3 separate regions of the Mus musculus genome follow, and regions 1 and 3 are each linked to region 2. Evidence: chromatin contacts called from public promoter capture Hi-C data. All regions are on one chromosome and are shown on one strand. Each heading gives the region's core, a stretch centred on a gene start, on an enhancer-like site or on the middle of the called end of the contact. The rest is flanking DNA. Distances are from core to core; before and after follow the strand shown. Region 1 holds the start of Ybx2 (Y box protein 2). Region 2 holds the start of Asgr2 (asialoglycoprotein receptor 2). Region 3 holds the start of Slc16a13 (solute carrier family 16 (monocarboxylic acid transporters), member 13).

What was found. Capture Hi-C pulls out chosen DNA fragments and counts their contacts.
Region 1: a contact with region 2 is called in a promoter capture Hi-C map of liver. The contact joins the promoter of Ybx2 here to the promoter of Asgr2 in region 2. A contact is called at or near these places in 4 of 39 promoter capture datasets (embryonic stem cells, macrophages and stem cell-derived epiblast-like cells), 1 of 15 datasets of contacts at CTCF or cohesin (embryonic stem cells), 6 of 484 Hi-C or Micro-C datasets (the Ba/F3 cell line, embryonic stem cells and rod photoreceptor), 3 of 115 datasets of contacts at active chromatin or transcription factors (embryonic stem cells, memory CD8 T cells and pancreatic cancer cells) and 2 of 9 other capture datasets (adipose tissue and liver).
Region 3: a promoter capture Hi-C map of adipose tissue shows a contact between it and region 2. The contact joins the promoter of Slc16a13 here to the promoter of Asgr2 in region 2. A contact is called at or near these places in 17 of 39 promoter capture datasets (the C10 cell line, the HPC-7 cell line, HPC-7-derived erythroid cells and 10 more), 3 of 484 Hi-C or Micro-C datasets (bone marrow-derived macrophages, embryonic fibroblasts and nephron progenitors), 15 of 115 datasets of contacts at active chromatin or transcription factors (bone marrow-derived macrophages, craniofacial prominence, embryonic forebrain and 10 more) and 4 of 9 other capture datasets (adipose tissue, liver, macrophages and 1 more).

Annotation. Positions count from the first base shown.
Region 1 is chr11:69,933,903-69,938,217 of GRCm38.p6, forward strand. Ybx2 (Y box protein 2) reads left to right here and starts at 1,997. Exons shown (of 9, transcript NM_016875.3): 1 at 1,997-2,346; 2 at 2,995-3,058. The coding sequence starts at 2,073.
Region 2 is chr11:70,090,737-70,094,856 of GRCm38.p6, forward strand. It overlaps Asgr2 (asialoglycoprotein receptor 2), which reads left to right and starts at 1,908. Exons shown (of 9, transcript NM_007493.3): 1 at 1,908-2,054; 2 at 2,320-2,457. The coding sequence starts at 2,334. Gm32946 (a long non-coding RNA gene) reads left to right here. Exons shown (of 4, transcript XR_879978.1): 4 at 1-529.
Region 3 is chr11:70,219,297-70,223,350 of GRCm38.p6, forward strand. Slc16a13 (solute carrier family 16 (monocarboxylic acid transporters), member 13) reads right to left here and starts at 1,698. Exons shown (of 4, transcript NM_172371.3): 1 at 1,183-1,698; 2 at 899-1,042; 3 at 1-34. The coding sequence starts at 1,381.

The sequences.
Region 1 (4,315 bases), core at 747-3,246, 160 kb before region 2:
CTACCCACTGAGCCATCTCACCAGCCCCCAGTTTCTTAATCTTAATACAAAAAGGGCTCACCTCCGCTTGTGGGCTTCCTCTCGTTCTCCCACTCATTATTCAGCCCACATCTGAACTCCTCCGTACCTTTGACACCTTTCTGAGTCTTCTGTTACAGCAGTGAGATTGCTTTCCTCAACTAGGATCTCTCTCTTTTCGGGGTCAGGGTTAGAGTTAGAAGCTTTAACAGTATAAGGAAGCGGTCATTTCTGCGCACCTACTGCCTCCCTGGAGACTTGGTTCTTTTCTTGTCTCTTCTCTTTTTGTATTCACTCTGCCTGATGCCCTAAAAATTCCAATCCTCAGCTCTTAAAGGACCAGAGGGGTGCGGTGGGCAAGTTTGCTGTTGAAATTATGACTAGGTGGACCCCAGGAGAGGCCAGCAGAGGGCGCGCTGGGACAGGGAGAGAGATCATACGGGGCTATCCGCGTAGCGGGCACCGCCAGAGCTCACTTGGGGAGCGCGGACAAACTCAGCGGCTCACTCGTGCTACTCCCAGTGGGATAAATATGATCTCTGTTTAGTGTCGCCCATGTCCTCTCATGTGAAGGAGGCGGCCCTCGGAAAGAGTGACTTAGAGCCGTCTGCAGATTGGGAACCAACACTTATTCTGATCGGTGATGCGTTGTTCCAGGTGCTGAGACAAAAGAGTTACTGCTGTGGCGTTTACTGCCTAATGTGTGTTCAGAACATTAAAGGAAATAAAGGGTCAAAACCATTTCATATTTTTTAAAAAGTCACGATAAGATAGGTTAGTTGATACTTGAAGAGACACTCCTCCCACCCCCGGCCACGAGACGCAAAGATAGCAAGTTTTAAGCAAACAGCTTATACAAAGCTGGTCCTGCAATCCTGAACCTAAGAAAATCTGAAGTACTTGATGGGAGACACCAGAACTGCGGCAAGAGGGTCAGGAGGCCAGAGAAGGCTTAAAAGGACTTTCCTGGAGCAAAAATAACGAACTTTAGTTTGTTTAACACATGAGCTCTACCTGGCCTCAACTAGTGAATCTTCCTTCCTTGGCTTTCAGAGTGCTGGAATTACAGGTGCTATCTACCATACATAACCTATAAAGAAGGTATCTTAGGGTGTTGGCTACATGTATGGATATTTTATTAAAACTAAGAAAAGAGCTGCGCTTTGTTCTAAATCTGTAAATGTTGCTTTGTTTCTTTTTTTCTCATTTCTTGAGACATTGCCTCTCAGTGTAGCCCAAACTGTCCTGGAACTCACTATATGATCCAAGCTGACTTCGAACTCAGTAAGGCTGCACTGGGGAGGCGAAAGCAAGAGGATCAGGAGCTCAAGGCCAGGCTGTGCTACACAGACCTTGTTTCAAAACATAAAAACGAGAGGTTTCTGCTTGTGACAGCCACTGTGCCTGCCCTGGAGTGTGCGTGGACGTTCTGTGTGGGAAGGTACCCAGGGCGGTAGTGGGTGGAGAGTTCGGGCACCGACCGTCTGAAGAGTGGAGGTCAGCGGGCCCCCCTCACTGCAGAACCGCGGCTGCCGGCCGCTACCCCCACCCGGGTCGTCAGGGGCAACCTTGGAGGCTCGCCCCGGCCCCGCCTTGCGCACAGAAACCAGGTGGCCGTTGAGGCGCCACCAGCCGGTTTGATTTCCCGCGGCCGGTGGAAAGGGGCGGAGGGGGAGGGGAAATGAGCCATTAGCCAATGGGCTGGGCCGAGGGCATCACGTGGCGGCGGGGAGGTGGGGCTCAGGTGTACTTACGGAGTTGCGGGAGGGGGCCGCAGCTTTAGAGCGGAGTCCGGGAGGCGGGGCTGGCGTGCGGGCCTGGGGGGCTGCGCGGCTACGATTGGCCGGCGGCCGGGAGGCGGGACCTGAGCGCGCCGCTTCAGCCGACTGCGATTGGCCTCGGCTCAGGGCCCGCGGCAGGCGTGCGGGCGAGGCTCGGGGCGCGAGGACCGAGCCGGGTGGCCGGTCCGCGAGCCGGGGGGAGGGGCCGGGGTGGTGGTGGTGGCAGCGGCGGAGGAGGCGGTGGCGGCGGGGGCCGGTACTGGACCCGGCGGGATGAGCGAGGCGGAGGCGTCAGTGGTGGCGACAGCGGCCCCCGCGGCGACGGTGCCCGCGACGGCGGCGGGGGTGGTAGCGGTGGTGGTACCGGTGCCCGCGGGAGAGCCGCAGAAAGCAGGCGGCGGGGCGGGCGGCGGGGGCGGAGCCGCCTCTGGCCCCGCTGCTGGGACCCCCTCAGCGCCCGGCCCTCGCACCCCTGGCAACCAGGCGACGGCGGCCTCGGGGACTCCCGCGCCCCCGGCCCGGAGTCAGGCGGACAAGCCGGTGCTGGGTGAGGGGGGGGCACGCGCTAGGGCGGCTCTCAGGGTCGGCGGGCTGGGGGAGGGGCAGCGGGGTCTGGAAAGCCGAAGGTAGGCCTGGCCCGAAGGACTAATCATAACTAGTCCCGGAGCTGCCGAATAAACTATTAGTGGATTCCGCTGGAGGGAAATCTTGCCGCACCTTCATGAGCCGGAGGGCGGGGCAGGCAGGTTCAGCTAAGGCTTTGGGTAGGAAAATAAAAACCTCCGGGTCTGGCCACACCCCTGTTTGCGGGATACTTGGTGTAGTTGACTCCGGTTCTTGTTAGGTAAACCTCTGAGCTTGGGAGGCAGGTGGATGGGGTCTCTTAAATTTAGGAGGGCTAGAACGGCTGTTGAGTTTTGACCCTGAGGGTGGACCAGGTGAGTACCCGGTTCTAGGTGAAAGACCTGAACTCCGTAGGATGTGAGGAACGTGGGTTTGAGAGCCTGAAACCCCCCTGTGTGTTTTTCCACTTAGAAAGAGGGTTAAGAGTACTTTGACACTTCCAGCGAAGTCTGGTTGACTCGCAGCTTATTAGGGAGGCAGGTTAGGTTTTAGCTTAGTTTTCTCTCAAAACTCAGCCCAACTCCCGTCTCTTCCCCCATCTTACTATCCCCACTGCATCTCTGCCTGGCAGCAATCCAAGTCCTGGGCACAGTCAAATGGTTCAACGTCCGGAATGGTTACGGATTCATCAACAGGTATCCGAGGAACCCAGGGAGGGGGAGGAACGGGTGTCTTTTTCCGAACTGACCTGTGGGATTGGACACCTTATTTCATCTCTACCCCTGCCAAGGCACATGGTTGTGATGTCCAGCTGAGGCTAGTTGAAAGTCTTTAACCACAACACAAATGTATGCTTACTGGCAAGGAGAGGCTGCACCCACATCTTCAAGGGCAGCAGAGGCTTAATGATCCAGGAACTTGGCAAACCTGCCCCTGACCTTCCCAGCTCTTCTGTCTCACCTTCTGGAGTTGCTGCATTATTTTTAGCATGCTGTGTGCCTTTGGGGTAGAATGTTTGGGGCTCCTGGTTGGAGTCCTCACTGATTTCCTGGTTTAGGGCAACACTACTGGCACCCTCACAACTTCTATCCCTTAAAGAGCTGTGGCTCATTTGAACCACGCACCACCCACCCCTAAAGGATAGAACTGAAGCTGGTGTGTGCGGAGCAAGAGAGCGCCTGCCCAGGCTGAGAAGGCTTTGCTTCAGCTGCAGCCCCACCCCTTCCAAGCTCTGGGAAAGGCTGGAGCAGATTCTGACCTAGTAGAGCCAGCACCCCCCCCACACACCCCACCCCCCGCCCCCTACTCTGGCCTTCCCCTGCTCAGGCACCCTGCCCAGCCAAGCCCTCCTGGGAGCCTCAGTTCCCTCTTTACAGGCTGACCTTTGTGCAGATCCAAGTTCTTTAAAACTAGAACATTTGTTCTAGGGATGGCAGCTTCCTGCAAGGAGTCCTCCTCTCCCCTGTCCTGGGACTAAACCAGAGTCATAGGCAAGGTGGTGACAGAGACTGAGAGTATGTCCTTTCGCCCTTGTTCAGCTTGTGTGGAGAGCTTGTGGTTCTCTAGGCTAAGGGCGGCTAAGGCTTTGTGTCTGGTTGCAGAATGCTCCTAATGTCGTGTTCTCTTCTCACAGTTGTATACCCCTGTCCCTGTCCCTGCTTTCTCCCTCCTTGAACATAGAAGGAAGGAGCCTGTGGAATTTTCCAACCCCAACAGGGGTTGGAGGGAGAAGGGGACATTGGCCAGGGACGGTTGGACCTGGCACCAGCAGGTTCTGAGGTGCCTCTGGGGTAGAAGGTGACGCTGTCCTGGCTCCTTCAAGGTGCCTTTACCACCACCTCCTACCTTTTCTTAGGAAGTCCACGCCCCTCACTGTGGATTTACAGTGGGCCTCTCTTTGTACCAGCTTTTAGAGCCCTGGTGGCTTGCTGTTCTTGCTCCCAGGGTCCCAT
Region 2 (4,120 bases), core at 658-3,157:
ATTTGGACCCATGGTGGGGCAGTTCATTATGACAGAGGACGTGCATCCGGCAAGGCTGCTTGGCTCCTGACTGAATTGAGAGAGGAAAGAGAACTGGGATGTCACAGTCTCCTCGGGAAGGCGCACCTCCCCAAACTGAAACAGGCTCTTCCATCCTCCAGCAGGCTCCATCCTAACAATTTCCTCATATTCTAATAGTGTTATAATCTGGGGACCAAGCCTTTAACACATGGCTTTTGGGGGGAACATTTCAGATCCAGAGTACAGTATCAGCTACCTGTTCCAAGTCACCTAATCTCCTTTCTGCCAGAGGCAAATGTATTGACTTCATAGGGTGATGTGCTGTGAGGGTTAAATGAGAAAACCTTATTTATATAGATAATGTGTGTGTGTGCATGCGTGTGTGTGTGTGTGTGTGTGCGTGCACGCGTGAGCACTCATGGGCATACATTTGTGCAGAGTATGTGCATCAGTGCCAGTGTGTGTGGAGGCAGGAGGTTGATTTTTAGTATTTTTCTCTATTACTCTCTACTTTCTTTTTCTTTCTTTCTTTCTTTCTTTCTTTCTTTCTTTCTTTCTTTCTTTCTTCCTTCCTTCCTTCCTTCCTTTTTTTTTTTTTTTTTTTGGCAGAGTCTCTCTGAACCCAGTTTATTGTTTGGCCACACTGGTCCCACGGATCTGCCCTTCTCTGTCCCTTCTGCAGTGTGCTGGCAATATAGGTGTGTGCTGCTGTGCCTGGTTCATATACAGGAGCTGGGTTACAAACGCAAGACCTCATGCTTGTGAAAGAGCCCTTTACCCACCGAGTCATCTTCCCAGCCTTTGTAGATCCTGTGTAGCACTCGCAGGGCATGAAGAGGGGTGTTTGTGTCCCTGGACTGAGTGTGGTGCTGGGGTTATGACTTCCATATTTTGAAGAACTTCTGCACTGAAGTGTGGAGGTAGAGAGCCACAGCTGAGCAATGTTCAGAGAGTGACAGGCTTGGAGTGCTCCCTTGGTCCTAAGTGGGATCTCTTCATCAGACCCCTCCCCATTAAAAGGAGGGAGTGGACTATGGGTCCCAGTCCTAACCAAGAAACTATTTGTGGTTCAAATCCATTGGCAAAAGAAAATCAGTTTTCTACAATGGAGCATCATGGGGTATACCCACCATACTCCAGGACCAGGAGTAATTTGTCAACTCAAAAGAAACGTCATTGTGGTGTTTGTTATTGTTGTTGTTTTTATGGGTTTTTTTTTTTTTTGGTCTTATTGGTCTTTGGCTTGTTTGTTTTGATAGTCTTTCTTTCTTTGGAGAGAACATAAAGCGGTGTGTGTGTGGGTTGGGGGATGAGGAGGGTCTGGGGGAGGACTGAAGGAGTGTGACTGAGTGGGGCTGGAGTGCGCTGGAGTGCGGGAGCCTGGTGCTGAGCGTATAGGAAGCTGTGGCTGTGGCTGGTTGCCAGGGTCACAGGCTCAGATTGGGCAAGAACAGGGAACTGATCTCTAGGTCACTCTACTCCTGGTCAGAGATATTTGAAGAAATCAACAGTTCTGGAAAATAAAAGAGGCAGGAACTGAAACAGGGGAGGGAGGGAGGGATAGAGAGGAAACAGCAGACTGGATCCTGGCCCCTCCACACCTGCACCCCTGCTCCCCTTCTGACATTGTGCAATGAAGGGAGAGATGATGTGTGTTTGTGTGTGTGTGTGTGCGCGCGCATGTGTGCACATGTGCACGTGTGTACATACAAGGATACCGCACATACAAGGAGACCTCCTGTCTCCCTTCTCTGGTTATGAGAACAGAAACATGTCCCCCACCCCCACTGCTCACTGCCTGAGTTCCAACTGCGTTTCTGTTTCTATTTACTGTCCAAAGTCCCAGGGGCAGGAGGTGACTGGTTAGATGGACATTCAGGCACAGGGACCCAGCTCTTGCCTAGATTGGCCCCTCCTCCCTCTCACCTAGCTCCACTAGCACCACCTGTCCCGTCTCCCAGGTTTAGCCCCTCTTTCTCTTTGGGCTCAGGCTGTCTCCGAAAGCCAGAGTCAGCTCTCTATACCTTTAACAGGTAACTGAGGTAGTGGGAGGCAGGTGGTACTGGGTTCAGGGACTCTGGGTGGAGGGATGAGAGCATATAGTCTGGTCCATGAGAATATGGAAGGAAGGCTGCAGAGCCAGGTCACCTCTTGGGAAGGAAGGAGCCTGCAGTATTTCAAGTCTTTCCCTGTCAGCTACCCACGTCCCCTCGGTCCTTCCACAGGGATTCCAGTCTTAGCACAAACCCAAGTTCCATCTCTAAGGAAATCTCAGCTCAGTCTCAGATCTGTCTCCAGCCCTTAGGGCCATCATGGAGAAGGACTGTCAAGACATCCAGCAGCTGGACTCTGAGGAGAATGACCATCAGCTCAGTGGCGATGATGAACATGGCTCTCATGTGCAGGATCCTAGGATAGAAAATCCACACTGGAAAGGCAAGTGTCCAGTTTCTGGGGCCTCTCTGGGATCCTTGCCTCAGCTGCCAGTTCCTCTCTCTTTTTCTGTGAGGACTCTCTCATCCTGACTCAGTGACCAGTGTGCTCCCGAGTCTGTCCTACTCAGGGTTATTACTGCTGCGATGAGCAAAGTGACTTGAAGAGGAAAGGGCTTATTTGCCTTATGCTTCGTCATCATCGAAGTTCATCATCAAAGGGATCCAGGACAGGAACTCACACAGGGCAGGATCCTGGGGGCAGGAGCTGATACAGAGGTTATGGAGGGGTGCTGCTTACTGGCTTGCTCCTCATAGCTGGCTCAGCCTGTTTTATTATAGAACCCAGGACCACTAGCCCAGAGAGAGCACCACCCACAATGGGCTGGGCCTTTCCCCACTAATCACCTCATAAGAAAATGCCCTACAGGCTTGGTTACAGCCAAATACTATGGAGGCATTTCCTAACTTGAGGCCTCCTCCTCTCTGATGACACTAGCTTGTGTCAAGTTGACATAAAACTAGCCAACACAGTGACCTACATGTGAGCTGCTGATACCTCTGAGTGCAGGGTCCCAAGAAAAGTGTGTATGCTTAGAAGTGAGGGGGTATCTGAGAGGATGAGCCTCCCCCGAGACTGCACTGTGCATGTGTATATATGCGTGTACATGTGTGCATGTGCGTGCATGTATGTACATGTCTGTATCTAGGATGAATGCAGAGCCACAGACTGTGTTAAGGCGATGAGCTGAGTGTGTGAATGAGCACAGAGATCCTGGGTGATTTCCATTTGTATCCTGCCTGAATCTTCTTGCACATTTTGAACACAGGCCCCACATAATTGCAAAAAGGTTTTAGGGTAAGAGAGATCCTGCCCTGGGCAGGCTACCCAGTGTGTTCCAGATGATGTAGTTTCATCTCAGAAGAAACTTGGGACTTCTTTTGTTGTTATTTTAAGACAGGGTTTCTCACTTTGTAGCTCAGGCTTCCTGGAACTCACCCTATAGCCTTGGAATCTCAAGTAGCCTCCCTATTTTAGCCTCAGGAGTGTTGGGATCACAGCTGCGCGTTACCACGCCCAGGCAACGTGGGACTTACATCTCTGTCACATTGCTAATGTTTTACCTGTGTGTGGTCCAGTCACAGCATCTGTGTCAGCATCCTGCCTGTGCTAGCATCAGTGTCACTTCTGAGTCCTGTTCGAAAGATCCTGGGATCTCATTTTGATAGGTTCATTTATTGCTTATTTATTTGTGATACTGCCATTGGAACCCAGGGCCTTGCACATACAGGCAAGAATTGAATCACTGAACCCCCTGTCTGTTTTCTCAGTCTATTCATCTCCCTAGTTTGACTTGTGTTTTCCTACTCTATTGTGTCTTGTGACCAACAATTGGACACTGAGCACTGTGAGTTCTGTGTTGCTGGGTGCTGGGTGCTGGGTGCTGGGTGCTTTTGTATTCTGGTGAGTATTTAGTTTCCTGGGATGCAGGAAAGTGGTGTAGGATCTGACTCCTTATGCCCTAACTGTCTTGGTTTCAGGCTTTCAGGCTGTCTCCTCAACTTGGGGAGTCTATTAGACCCTGTCCCAATTTCTCCTCTCTGCTCAGGGGCCTGAAAAGTTTCTCTAGGCAGTGAATAGTGAGCTGGGCAATTTGAGGACTCAT
Region 3 (4,054 bases), core at 448-2,947, 130 kb after region 2:
ATGGTCGGAGTGAAGGTCAGGGCCCAGCCAGAGCCTGTCAAAAGGAGAACAAGGCGGGAGGCTGTGGGCTTTGGAGGTGCTCAGAACACCCAGTAATCCCAGCACAACCTTGGAGCAGACTAGCCCCTGCTTTGCACGCCCACAGACCTGGGTGTTCACAGTGCTGGGTTTTAACACTTTCTAGCTGTGTGACTTTGTGTGTTCTGCTTACTCTCCCAGGCTCAACCACCTCATCTGCAAAATGGGGTTAACACACCTTATAACAGTGGGTCCTGACCTTCCTAATGTTTTGACTCTTCAATACATGTTGTGGTGACCCTCCTCCCCCAAACCAGAAGATTATTTTCATTACTACTTCCTAACTGTATTTTTTCTACTGTTACGAATCGTAATGAAAATATCTGAAGTCAGAGCATCTGCTATGTGACCACCCCCCCCCCCCATGAAAGAATTGAGCAACTCTCCCAACGGGATCGCTACCTACGTGTTGAGAACCGCTGCTCTATGGGATCTGGGAAGACAAAAGATAGTGTTCCTAAAGTACCTAACACAGAACTTTGGAATAAGAGCCCCATCTCTACTGTTTTTGGCTACATTAATCTTCCATTGCCCGGGTATGTAAGCATCGAAAGCGTCACTATTAATTTTTTAAGTAAGCAATGATATCTATTTCGGTCTCTACCTAGCGCAATCTTAATAACAACCTCCCTTCTACCCTCCAGTCCGATGGGTTTGGGCTTGTGTTTTCTGGATTATCTCTGACTTAGTCATTCAGTTTAAGAATTCCCTTCAGGGCATAGGTTCTCCCTGAGCCTTTTTGGAAAGAGGTGGAAGAAGGTGAAAAACCCAGAAGCTTGAGATACAGGCCTTAGACTTCTGCCCTTGCCCAGGGTCTCACCTGACAGCAGCCCAATACTCAGGTATAGGTGGGTCAAGGAGGTAGCAAATGAAGCAAGCAGCATCCCCAGCGCAGCCAAGATGCCCCCAGTCATCACCACAGGCCTGGGCCCCAGCTTCGTGCTCAGGGCACTGCCTATTGGGCCTAGGGAATTGGAATGGGTTCTGCGAGGTGGTCTCCGCCACCCTCCCTCAGCATCCTCCCGACCCTTTCCCCTTTCTGGTCCCCAAATTCCCTCTTTTCTCCGAGGGTGGCAGGCCACCGCACCCGGACGCCGCACTCACTCCCAAACTGCTGCACCGCGATCCCTATGGAAGCGATCCAGGAGACTCTGGCTGCCTGCTCCTCAAACGCCGCCACAAATTCCACGAAGAAGACACCGAAGGAACGGAGTACCCCAAACACGAGCGCCGACTGGAAGAACGCTGAGAGCACCACCATCCATCCCCAGCCCCCGTCGGGGGGCTCAGCCCTGCGCACCATTCCGAAAGGAACAAAGGGGCAACTCCTAAGAGCCCCTGCCTGATCTGGGCTTTAAATCGCTCACTTTGGCCCTCCCACCTACCCTGCAGGACGCTCAGCGCTAAGCTGGGGCTGGTAGCTAGGAAGTTACTGATAAAGCATGTGGCGCCTGCGCCTTTCCCCAAGAGGAAGGAGGCCCTATAAACCGGGACCTGCCACCGACACAGGGCCGGGTTAGACCGCAGCTGAGATCCAGACTCCAGCCAGATGATTTCTTTAGTGGTCAGAAAATAAAACCAGGTTCGGGCCACAACCCTAACGAGAGGTAGTCTGGTTGTGGATTATGTTATCTTTGAGGATTTAACACCTGCCTAAGTGGGCCAACATCCAACACTTGGTTCGCCAATTAGGATGCAGGTCTCCAGAGCAGGGGGTGGATCTGGAGGGGCTGGGCGGGGTTTACAGCATTGTTCAGGACCTGCAGTGAGAGAGGGGCGCATGCGTAGGGAGGGGCATGAGGAAGATAGGTCCCACGTGACAAGGGACCTAACCCTGAGGGTTCTGCGGTTCTGCAATCACATTTCCAGACTTGCATCAAAGGGCTGGTTGTGGATAAACTGGTCCTGGCCAGGCAGAAACTCACTTGCTTAGTGAGGGATCCAAAAATTGCCATGCAGCGTGGGTATGAAGGGACAGGTTATGAGGTAAGAGTCAAACTGACAGAGCACCTGGGACGACTAGAAAAGCCCTGAAAATTCTAGACGGCTGAGCCGAGGGCGGCGGAGGAAGAGGGAAGACAGGAACGCGCAGACTGTGATCCTAGCTGCTCGGGAGGCAGAGGCAAGCTCATGGTCAACGTGGGCAATTTAGCTAGACTCCGTCTCAATTTTGTTTTTCTTTGTGTTTTTGTTTTTTACATAATTAAAAGGGGGGTTACAGGACCCATTGAACTGGTCCTGGTTCAATTCCCAGTATTGCTGTTATAAAGCGGGGAGGCGGGGAACGAGGACCGGTGACGACCCGGAGTCCTGGCATTCGTTTCTGTAATGAGAATTATTTTCCTGCCGTTTCCGACCCCACTAGCAGGAAACTAGCAGGTCACTGAGACCAAAAATAACTGAGAAGAGGAAGGGCGGCTGTCACACCACCAGAGTCCCCCATTACCACCTACTTTTTCCTCAGCAGTGCTGGAAGCTTTCTCTTAGCCTTCTAGTACTGGCCACTTCCTAACCAGTTGTTTTGTTTTTTATCTTATGCTGAACACCTTGAGAGAGGCAAGCTATGACCCTGGTCTCTGGAGCAGTCAGCCTCTTATCTAACCAGAGCTCTAGAGGCACTGCCCCCTCACCTCCTGAGAGCAAAGACTTGGGCTTTTCTTTTATGGTACCTCAGGCTCCCCAGGACTCTGACCTTTGAAACCTTGGGCTGGGAATTCATATGCAGAACAATGGGGAAAGAGGCAAACGAGAGGGGGATGGTATAAGAAGTTATGCTTTTAAGAAATCACACTGTAGGGGCTGGAGGGATGGCTCAGCAGTTAAGAGCACTTGCTGTTGTTCTTTCAGAGGAACAAGGTTCAGGTCTTGTCAGCTCCCGCACTGTTCCAGGGGATCTGACACCTTCTTCTGGCCTCCACAGGCATGTACCCATCTGGGTCACTTAAATACATGTAGGCAAAACACTACACATAAGGCCTGTCTGCAACCCCAGCTATTGAGACCGGGCTAAGAGGGTAGCAAGCTTAAGGCATGCTGGGACTTCAGACTGAGGTAAAGGCTAATCTGGGCAATTTAGTGAGATCCGATCTTAAGGAACTTGGCTGTGTTGGCATGTTCCTGTTACTCTGGTGCTTAGGAGGCAGAGTCGAGTTTGAAACCAGCCTGAGCTACATACAAGACTGCCTCAGAAGCCCAAAGAGGGGCTAGAGCGATGGCAGAGCAGGCGAAGCAGAGCTGATGCCTCGAGTTCAATCCCTGAAACTCCCTGGAGAGTGGAGAGTGACTTCATAGAGTTGTCCTCTCACCTCCACACGTACACACGCCACACATGCATGCACAGCAATAAATTAGGTAATTAGATATATACAATGAAAAGCTCCCGCTGGTCATGGTGGCACACACCTTTAATCCCAGCACTCGGGAGGCAGAGGCAGGTGGATTTCTGAGTTCAAGACCAGCCTGGTCTACAAAGTGAGTTCCAGGACAGCCAGGGCTACACAGAGAAACCCTGTCTCGAAAAAAAAAAAAAGTAAGCTCCCCTCCCTAAACCCAAGGGGGCTTGGGCTCTCCTGGAAGTCCCTGAGTTCAATCCCTTGCACAAGCAGAACCAAACCAAACCATGGTACATTTCTCAGTTGCATATATGGAAAATAAAATGCCGAAATTCTTTGGGTCTACAGTTTTGTTATAAGCAGACTCATAATAGGGATATGGCAGTGGTATAGAAAATAGTTGAATCTCAACAGAGCCCAGTCTTTACATCTTTAAAATCAGATCACAGTCCCAATATTTATTTTACTACTTTTTACATGGTCAAGATCCTTAACTTCTCAATTGGTGTCATCTGTGAACTGAAGAGAACACTCCCTACTTTTTAGAGCTGCCAGGGATTAAATTAGTAAGTTTGTGCATTTAACATAGGATAAGTAATTATAGCTGATATTATTTTTGATAGGGGTTAGACTGTATTGGAAGG